2 separate regions of the Mus musculus genome follow, and region 1 is linked to region 2. A link is a contact called in public promoter capture Hi-C data. All regions are on one chromosome and are shown on one strand. The core of a region is the stretch at or near the end of the contact, and the rest is flanking DNA. Distances in the headings are between cores, read along the strand shown. Region 1 overlaps Ppp1r42 (protein phosphatase 1, regulatory subunit 42). Region 2 holds the start of Sgk3 (serum/glucocorticoid regulated kinase 3).

Region 1 (5,587 bases), core at 2,519-5,018, 180 kb before region 2:
TGTCTTAAACCAAAATACAGGGACAAACTGATACTGACGTCCAAGTCACTGGGTGAGTGTTTTACATTAACCCAATTTAAATCACTTTTTAACTTTTAAGTTAATTTATCACCAGGCTTTCGGAAATATAAATATAACATCTGGACCTAGAAATTGGTCAACTTAAGTTTAAATGTTTGGATAATAGCAAAGTTAATTGTAAGAAGCAGGGCTGGCAAGATGGCTCTGAGGGTTAGAACACGGACTGCTCTTCCAAAGGTTCTGAATTCAAATCCCAGCAACCATATGGTGGCTCACAACCATCTGTAACGAGATCTGACACCCCCTTTTGGTGCATCTGAAGTCAGCTACAGTGTACTTAGATATAATAATAAATAAGTCTTTGGGCCGGAGCAAGCAGGGACTGAGTGAGCAGAGTTGACCTGAGAGAGCAGAGGTCTTAAAGTTCAATTCCCAAGAACCACATGAAGGAAGGCTCACAACCATCTGTACAGCTACAGTGTACTCGCATACATAAAATAAATCTTTAAAAAAAAAGAGTAAGAAGTAATACATGAAAAAAATTCTTCTATTCATAAATAAACACCAGGCCAACTTTTTTTTTTTTTAGATTCATTTATTTATTATGTGTAAGTACACTGTAGCTGTCTTCAGACACTCCAGAAGAGGGAGTCAGATCTCCTTAATGGATGGTTGTGAGCCACCATGTGGTTGCTGGGATTTGAACTCCGGACCTTTGGAAGAGCAGTCGGGTGCTCTAACCCACTGAGCCATCTCACCAGCCCCCAGGCTGACTTTTAATAGAAAATGTGGTCACTACCTGTTGGGAGCCGCCCTCACATTTGCCATTATAAGATGGCGCTGACAGCTGTGTTCTAAGTGGTAAACATAATCTGCACACGTGCAGGGGCAGTTTTCCCGCCATGTGTTCTGCCTTTCTCGTGATGACAACTGAGCCGATGGGCTGCAGCCAATCAGGGAGTAATACGTCCTAGGCGGAGGATAATTCTCCTTAAAAGGGACGGGGTTTTGCCATTCTTTTTCTCTCTCTTGTTCTTGCTTTTTCTCTCTCTTCTCTTGCTTTCTTGTTCTTGTTCTTTCTCTTGCTCTTGCTCTTGCTTTTGCTCTTGCACTCTTGCGCTCTTGCTCTCTGGCTCCTAAAGATGTAAGCAATAGAGCTCTTGTGCTCTTGCTCTCTGGCTCCTGAAGATGTAAGCAATAAAGCTTTTGCCGCAGAAGATTCCGGTTTGTTGCGTTCTTCCTGGCCGGTCACGAGAACGCGTGTAAGAACTACCTACAAAACTGGTTAGCCATAAATTTGCTAAACTTAGCTTGGTGAAAATCCTTGGCAGGGCCTTAGCCTTCTTAGCACTTGTTCTGCAGCTACAACTGATTAAAGCTTGCTCATCTGTCACTTGCCTAGGAGCACATAAGAGGGGCCTGGTGAATTGTTTTATCAAATCCTAACAAATAAGAACAGCCTTGGTTTTTTTTTTTTAAATTGTTCAGTGTATTTCATAATTTATTGAGTGTCACTACATAAATCTAAGTCCAAGATTTATGCTGCATCTTTGAAAAACATGTAGAAATATTTGTATTGTTATCACTTTAATATTCTTAAGTCTACCCTACTGTCTTAGTCAGGGTTTCTATTCCTGCACAAACATCATGACCAAGAAGCAAATTGGGGAGGAAAGGGTTTATTTGGCTTACACTTCCATACTGTTGTTCATCACCAAAGGAAGTCAGGACTGGAACTCAAGCAGGTCAGGAAGCAGGAGCTGATGCAGAGGCCATGGAGGGATGTTCCTTACTAGCTTGCCTCCCCTGGCTTGCTCAGCCTGCTCTCTTATAGAACCAAGACTACCAGCCCAGGGATGGTCCCACCCACAAGGGGCCTTTCCCCCTTGATCACTAATTGAGAAAATGCCTTACAGCTGGATCTCATGGAAGCATTTCCTCAACTGAAGCTCCTTTCTCTGTGATAACTCCAGCTGTGTCAAGTTGACACAAAACTAGCCAGTACACCCACGCTGGAGGAAATGTACCAAAGTACTTGGATAGTTTGTCAAAATTACAAAGCATCAATAGGACAGGCAATGCTATGTTACAAAGGAGCCTTGTGAGAGAGTGTTCTGCAGCCAAACTCTGGGGCTTGGTGTGCTTGGATATAAGAATTAATAAAGAGCTAAAATATGATAAGTCATCTTCAAAACTCATAGCTGACTCACCATAATGCTAGTGCAGTGATTCTCTGGCATGGAGAGTAGCAAATCAAGTGATGGAAAACATTCTTTTTCTTAAAACGTATGTGCAGGAGTTATCTATTCACAGCCCACAAAGGTAGAAAACCAATGACACACAGAGAATTATGGCGGTATGATTTCAAAGTTGTGCAGGCAGCTGTGCTGGGCAGCCACTCCCCTTTGCCTCTCTGGCACCACACCCAACTGCGTCAGTTGGCTTCACTCAGCCAGAGGGGAAAGGAAACGCAATCAATGTGTAATGAGTAAGAACAGTCTACTATGAAGAAAGTCTGTGTCACAAGCCTTTAAGCCTACACATGGAAGGCAGAGGTTTGAGTTCAAGAACAGCTTAATGTGTATATCGAGCATCAGGACAGCCAGAGCTATATTGTGAGACCCTGACTCAAAAACAAAAATTCAATATAGGCTGCAGTGTGGATCGCCGACTCATTAGGCCCCGAGGTTAAGCTTTAGCTCTATAAAATTTCTAAAAGCAAAAATTACTCAAACCTTCTCTTACATAACTATTCCTTCTATAACATACTTTATGATTACAAAATTAATACTTTAAAGAAAAAAAAGTCAGGTGGTTTAATCCCAGCACTCGGGAGGCAGAGGCAGGTGGATTTCTGAGTTTGAGGTCAGCCTGGTCTACAGAGTGAGTTCCAGGACAGCCAGGGCTATACAGAGAAACCCTGTCTCGAAAAACAAAACAGACAAACAAACCAAAAAAAAACCCAAAAACCAAAAAAACTTTGGTGTATGTCTTTCAAGTCTATGCACATATCCATATAACAAGTAATTTGAATTGAATTTTGTCTTTGTTGTTCTCATTTATCTTCTTTTTACCACATTTAAGACCAGACAACAACAACAATGAAAGTTAAAAGTCTATGAAGGACCATTTTATGTTGTGCAGTTTACCCAGTCCTCAATAAATGAAACAAACCCTACATACCTGGTTTACATAGCGTGGGTGGAAAGCACATTTCATGTTGAGAACAAATTGTTAAAGTGAAATAAATCTCTCTATTGTCAGTTACCTGCTCTCTCTCCAAAATCACTTCTATACATAAGAGCCTTAGGCAAGATTATGTACTAAAAATGACATGGAATCAGATTACTCAAGACAGTGTGTGTGTGTGTGTGTGTACATATACGTGAATATATAGTCACCCAAAATACACTAGCAAGTTATATAATTGCTAAAAGAAGCAAATATGTAAAGGCATCAATAAAGACAAGCATGTAAGAAACTGAGCATAAAAGTGGCTGATGTGGTTTTAAGTCCAAAAAAGCATAATGGCAAAACACCTTGCCAACTCCTCGAACTATAGTTTGGAAAGTGCTTGTCATTTAGGTAAGAAAGGTACAAAAAATGTAAAGTGGTTACATCTCCAGAGACAAGACCTCTGGTGCCCACTGCCAGCCACAGTTAGGAACTACGTGACACCAGTAAGGTATCTGGAGAAGGCATATTTACCACACGTGTATAACACCACGGTGTTAGGGCTGTCTGATTGCTAGCTGCTAATCTCTTTGCCTGAGTTAAACATTACCATACGTGTCCCTGGCCAGGGTAAATGTGGTCCTTCTGGGCCAGCATTCTGCCTGCAGCCTGCAGTCTCCTGCAGGCTGGAGTCTGTCACCTGTGGGCGAGGAACAGACCACTATACTCTGTATATTACTCTACTTTATACTTTAAATACAACATTATTTTAAAACAATACTTTAAATACAATATTGCAGGTATTTAAGTGGCAGCATTAAATCTTTCAGCAGTAGAATCAACTTTTATTTTTTAAAGATTTATTTATTTTATGTATGTGAGTACACTGTCCTGTCCCTGTCTTCAGACACACCAGAAGAGGACATCAGATCCCATTACAGATGGTTGTGAGCCACCATGTGGTTGCTGGGAATTGAACTCAGCACCTTTGGAAGAGCAGTCAGTGCTCTTAACCACTGAGCCATCTCTCCAGCCCGAATCACTTTTTTTAGAGTAGTCTCAGGCACCCTGAAAGAACATGACCAAAAAACTTTTCCTGTATCCTTACTATAGTCTGGGACTCAGTGGAAGACCTTACTCAGATAATGAAAAACAGCTTAAGAATTATACAGATACACTGTTAGAAAAGATAGTCTTTTTGTTAAATAAAAGCCACATAAACCACTTTATGTGATACAAATATAGGTAAAATAAAATAATGGACATGTTTAGTATTTTATAAACAATCCATATATAATAATTTGTCACCTATCAGAAATTGTGTTTAAAGACATACTAGAATGCTTACTATATATACATTTTTATATATGGTATATAAACATATGTATATAGGTAGTTATATATGTGTATATATACATATGTGTGTGTGTGTATATATATGATATATATATTTGAGACAGGGTTTCTTTGTGTAGCCTGAGTATTTTGGAACTCTCTATATAGACCAGGCTGACCTCAAACTCAGCGATCTGCCTGCCTCTGCCTCCTGAGTGCTCGTATTAAAGATGTGTGCCACTATGCCTGGCTTTTATATTATTTTGTTCTAAGACCAAATGTTAAGTTTATAAATATCATTTTACTTGCATTGTAACATTTCTACTTTAAAAACGAACATAATCTTAGAAGGGGGATCAAGTCCAAACTGTTCCCAGTGAACATCTTCAGCAGGGGAAGGCAGGGTATGAATAACAAAAGACCTTTTTTCTCTTCTTTCATTATGTTTCAGTTGTTTATAATACGTGCATATTTTTTAAATCAGGAAACTAAAAAATAGAGAAAAGCTCAACAAGTATAAGTGTAAAGGCCAGAGGGATAATGCAGTCAGTCCAGTGTGTGCCATAAATGAGGATTCATGTCAAAGGCCAAGCAGGCTGACTCACGCTAGTGGTTCTAGCACTGAGGAAAAAGGCTACACACACACACACATGCACACACACACACACACACACACACATGCACACACACACACACACACATGCACACACACACACATACACACACACACACTCACACACACATGCACACACACACACACACACACATACACACACACACACACATGCACACACACATACACACACACACACACATGCACAAACCACACCATAAAATTAAAATAAGTAAGTATATAAGTAAGGATTTTTCTCAATTATTTTTTAAAGATTTATTTATTTATTTTATGTATATATGAGTACACTGTCACTGTCTTCAGACACACCAGAAGAGGACAATAGATCCAATTACAGATAGTTGTAAGCCACCATGTGGTTGCTGGGAATTGAAGTCATGACTTTTGGAGGAACAGCCAGTGCTCTTAACCGCTGAGCCATCT
Region 2 (5,115 bases), core at 760-3,259:
CATTCCACAAATATTTATTACAGGCCTGCACGTGCCAGGCTCCGCCCATTTATGCGCCTTCTCCACCTGGGCTCACCCTCCATTAGCTTGGCAAACAGGCAAACAGCAAAGCCAACAGTTTGATACCGTGGTGTCTTTACTTGTACAAAAGGGAGAGCGTTTTGAGATGTACTGACCTCACACGGTCTCTCTGAAGACAATTATTAGATGTTAGGTTGAATTTAATTCACGAGTAGCACTCATGTCTGCGGTATCTACAGAAGCTGTACTGGGGCGGGAGAGCCCCTTTGCTTCGTACAGTCCTATTAATCAGGCTTACCAACTCATTTAGTTACCTCCCAGGAAATGGAAATTTATGAGAAGGAAAAGAACCAACAGAGGCAGTGAGTATGATAAAAAAAAATCTTGATATTACATTTATAATCACCACAGTTGTTATTATTTATTGACCATTCTCAGTCTTTACCATCTAGGCACCAGGCCCAAAACACTCATTTAAAAAGATCATTTTATTTTGGGGGAAAATCCTCTCTCTATATATAAGCCGCAAGACACAAAATGGACACCTTACAGGATTCATCAACCAATTCAGTGCCAGCAACAACCAACCGCAAAAAAAAAAATTACCAAACTGTTAATGGTAATGTCTACAAACAAAAAGGGTTCTGTTTCACAGTTCAAGTTTAATCTGATGCTCCCATCTGAGCCACGTCATATAAATTGTCAAACATATTGAAAACAAAGCTCCCTATAAAAACAAAACTAGGTTCAGTCCAGTGGCAGTGTAAAGAAAGGGAACTTCTGATGTCTGAGTTGTCAGACTTGGAATCAGAGAGTCCACCTTTCTGAAGTTACATGGGATCTGGCCTGAGACCTGCCAGCAACAGGTCCCATCTCTCCACGCCTGAATCCTACGGGGAATGAAGGGTAAGAACTTGCCTTAAGGGAGTGGTAGCCTAAGGGGGCAGAAGGCACACCCATTCCTAAAATATGTCTGAAACTTCCTCTAATGTTTCCAGCTCTTTCTATAACATTGGGGAACTAGAGTATGCATGGCCTCTTCGTGGCTACAACCACAAATAACTTATCATTTTGAGTTAAGAATTTGAGGTAATATTTATAAAGCACTTAGGAAACAGAGCAGTTCATAGTATGAGCTGTGTTTGCTAAATAAAGCAGGCACTTTCCAGGCCTGTTAGGTAAACAATCTAGTGAGAAGGGCAAGACTCTACCCAAGAGGCGTTTTTGGGGTTTTGTTGTTTTGTTTTCCTCTCTCTTTCTCTCTCTCTCTCTCTCTCTCTCTCCCCCTCTCTCTCTCTCTCTTTCTTCTTCTGTGTTTATTCTCGAATCCTAAGTGCATCCAGCATAGTCTCTGCCTGCAGAACTGCAGTTCAACCAGGCATTCGGTGCAACATTAAGTCAAAGACCTTTGTTTCAAGAGGCGAATCCCTTCTCTTTTCTACCGGTCCAAAGAACCATCCCTAAGCGCGCCCTAGAACCGAAAACCTCAGCGCGCTTTAAGGCGGCATTCGTCGGTGCTTGAACCGTGAGAATCGACCGAGCGAAAACAGACCGAAGGGTTCGAGTCTGAGAACTTGAAAAAGAGTGGCGACGCGATCTAGCCCTGCCGACCACTTCACACCGTCGCCCCGGCGGGTCCGCGCAGAACCCCATCCCGCGTCAGGTGGGCTCCCGGGTCCTCGCCACCCGCTGCCCCGCTCGGGGGGCCGGGCGAGCCGCCCGCGCTCCCCCGCGCGAGGGAGCCCCACGCCACGGCGCTGAGCTCTCCCGGAGCACACAAAGACCGCGCCGGGCCGCGGCGGGACCCCGGCGCCCGAGAGAGCCCGGCCGGGACCCCGGCACGCAGACCGGCGCACCCGCCCCGCACCTACCCGGCTGTGCGGCGTCCGGGCGCCCGGGCGCGGAGCCCAGAGCGCTGGCAGTTTCTTCTTCCCGGCGGCGCGGCCGGGCGCCGGCGTTTCCTCCCTGACGCGTCACGGCGGCTCCTCCCGCGAAGCGCCGGGCGGCGGGCGGGCGGGCGGGCGGCGCGAGGGGACGGCGGGGTCGGCCGGGACCCGCGCGGATGGCGGGACCGCTCGGCTACCCGCGCTCGCCCGTCACGCGGGGTGCAAAGTTCAGGAGGAGACGCCGCCGGACTCCTGCGCTCAGCTGACGGGATGCGCGAGGTCCGCGGCGAGGGTGACCTTGGCCCACTCGGGAGCCCGGGCGGCAGAGCGGACCCGGGCGGTGGCAGAGGGCTGGGGGCTGCGGCTTCCTGCAAGCTGGACGCTGCAGAAGCCAAATAAGTATTCGGACGATCTGGAGAGCCCACTGTGCTTCCTTTAGCTTTTTCTGGGCAGTTTTCTACACTTTTTCCCACGTCAGCAGATTGATTTTTTTTTTTTTTTTTGACCAGTGTTTATGGATGAGCGAGGGCTCTCACAAATTGGCAGATAGATGCTATGTACAGATAATATGCGTTTCTCTTGATCATTTTAGATCTATGGATTATTTTTGTTTGTTATTTTTAAACTACCCAACACACTCTACTGCTGGTGCTTGTCCATTTAACTACAGAAGCTGCGTTTTTAAAAACCCGTTCTGTGAATGGGGAACTAAGAATTACACGATTCAATGGTTGTGGAGTAGAGTTAAAATTTTGAACTAGAGAGCCACACCACCACTGTAGTTTAGGTTTTATCTGATACCACGTGAAAGTAGACCCACACAACTGTTTAAAGGATTTCTGTCTGCATGGCATGCTTCATATTTTACATTAATCTACCCTTTGAATCATATGGTTCCAGAAAATTTGCCACAAATCTATGAACAAATAGAGGAACTGAGATGAATGAGTGAGTTCCGTAAATTCAAAGAACTCTTTATATTTTAGAACGATACTCAGAAGATTTAGCCTCATGAATAAATGTAAGAAAAGTTATTTGTACTATCCATGCTGCAATATGGCCTTGTCCTTAAAATAGGTTGTGAACCCAAATTCTTTTATACTGTGAAACCTATTATTCTCACAGGACTTTCTTAACAGCGATTCTCCATGGCTTTGGGAAATGGACAAGAAAATACAGTTCATAGAGCCCAACATATTGCAGCAGTCATTTATATGTTCCACTATGATCTGCTTACAAAGCAATACACACAATAAAGCACACATCTTCTCTGTGACAAAAAAACAAGTGATCAGTGTATCTGCTAATTAAAGCCATATTCATAATACTGAAGAAATGCTCTTGGACAAAAGGAAATTTTATGTCAATAAACACTAAGGGAATGACATCATTCTCGATTAAAAGATAAATACCTAACTATCACCACATTTTGACGTTAGGGAAAAAAAAAAAAACAGATGGAAACCATTTTAGTGTTTCCAGGATAAATTTGTCTTACCACTATAAAGAACGTGGGGCGGGGGAGGGGGGAAGAGAGATCGAGAGCCCACCAACATTTATGGACAAGAAATGAGGATGATCTTCATTTGATTAAGAGGAAGTTAGGTATGGGCTTGTGAGTGAGTGTGTGTGTGTGTGTGTGTGTGTGTGTGTGTGTGTGTGTACATGCACACACATGTAAGCATGCATACAGGGTGGAGATCAGAAGTAGTTTTCTTCCCCAGACGTTGTCCGGCTTATTTTCTGAGATGGAGTCTCTTGCTGATCTTAGACCTGGCTGTTGGCATCTTGGCTGTCCTGTGAGCTCCAGGGTCCTCCCCTGTCTGCCTTCCCAGCGCTGTGATTAGGCACCATCATAGCTGGCTTTGTACATGGCACCCAAACTCAGGTCCTCACATCAGTGCAGCAAGCACTCTACTGACTGAGCCATCTTCCTCACCCTTAAAATTAACTTTTCTACTTAATTCTAGGGATCAAATCCTGGATGCTGTATATACACTAGGCGTCTGCTACACCGCTGAGATGCGTCTCCAGATGCATGTAAGGGTGTGCTTTGAGTAGCATCCCTTTAATTAACTCCTATGGTGATACAGATCTTATTCCCATTGTCCAGTATGTTTAGGGTTAAACTATAAAAGTTGTTGAGTGTTTGGTTAAATACTTATGTCTTTTTAAAAGGCTTTCTGTAAAATCAAATTTTAAAATAGGTGAAGCTTTTTTGTTGAAATGTAGATGTTAATGTTTTCTTTGAAAGAATGGCTCTGTTCATGCACACAAGGCAAATATTTTGCCTATCTGTTCTATCTTTAGCGTAGAGATTATAAAAACAAACTTTGGAGTCGGGCCCAGGGTTAATGCATATCTTCCCCCTTTGGACTTTGGGCAAACCATTCCACCGCTGTTTCAGGAGTAAGAAGAGGGTGATGGTAGTGCTTTTTCAACCTCAAAACAGATATGACAGTGCATCATGGCATGCTGTAAAGATCAAACGAACTTAATTAAATGTGGGCAACCTAGGATTGATTGACCAGTGTGACTTAACAGAGCTCAGTTGAGAAGCATAGCCTGACAGAGGATTAGGTCCTAAAGGATAAACCCCCGCCGGGGCGTGGTGGCGCACGCCTTTAATCCCAGCACTCCGGAGGCAGAGGCAGGCGGATTTCTGAGTTCGAGGCCAGCCTGGTCTACAAAGTGAGTTCCAGGACAGCCAGGGCTACCTGTCTGGAAAAAACAAAAACGAAAAAAAAAAAAAAAAGGATAAACCCTCAGGAGTGGATGGACGGCTGAGTGATGTCATTATTGAGGATGCGCTACTGAGAGAGTGCGTCGTTATGCACGAGTCTGAGCCTCTTCTTACTTGCATCTTGGGATAAAACAACATGGGGTTCTTCACCTCGTGATGGCACTTTTGGGTGAGCCAGCTATAGAATCCTGAGCCTGATGGATGTCTGCTCAGGACACACACCCGTTCCGTGTTTTGGAGGCTTGTTTTGTTTGGGGCAAGGTCTCACTATGTAGCGTCAGCTGGACCGGAACTTGCTTGGGTGCCCAGGCTAGCCTCCAGCTGCTTCCAGAGCACTGGGATTAAAGGCATGGGCCACCACTGCCCAGTCTGGTATTCTTTTATACTAGCAGAAAATAGAAATAATATGTTCAGAATCTTGGAAAATTAAGCTGAGAATATGAATTGTTGACCTATGTATTTCTT

The links. Promoter capture Hi-C pulls out the DNA fragments that hold promoters and counts their contacts.
Region 1: a contact with region 2 is called in a promoter capture Hi-C map of second pharyngeal arch cranial neural crest. The contact joins the enhancer-like site here to the promoter of Sgk3 in region 2. A contact is called at or near these places in 18 of 39 promoter capture datasets (the 3T3-L1 cell line, 3T3-L1-derived adipocytes, the C10 cell line and 13 more), 5 of 484 Hi-C or Micro-C datasets (the AML12 cell line, bone marrow-derived macrophages, colorectal tumor organoids and 2 more), 12 of 115 datasets of contacts at active chromatin or transcription factors (acute myeloid leukemia, bone marrow-derived macrophages, cardiomyocytes and 6 more) and 4 of 9 other capture datasets (adipose tissue, embryonic stem cells, liver and 1 more).

The regions. Positions count from the first base shown.
Region 1 is chr1:9,980,057-9,985,643 of GRCm38.p6, reverse strand. It overlaps Ppp1r42 (protein phosphatase 1, regulatory subunit 42), which reads left to right. Exons shown (of 9, transcript NM_145692.2): 6 at 1-52. Among named protein-coding and RNA genes, the nearest start is that of Tcf24, 15 kb to the right of the region's middle. Within about 2 kb of position 3,768, at least 12 of the 459 cell types and tissues checked have an H3K27ac peak or open chromatin away from gene starts, as enhancers often do. A contact at or near this core is called in liver and second pharyngeal arch cranial neural crest, where this site is marked.
Region 2 is chr1:9,795,024-9,800,138 of GRCm38.p6, reverse strand. Sgk3 (serum/glucocorticoid regulated kinase 3) reads right to left here and starts at 2,009. Exons shown (of 18, transcript NM_133220.2): 1 at 1,893-2,009.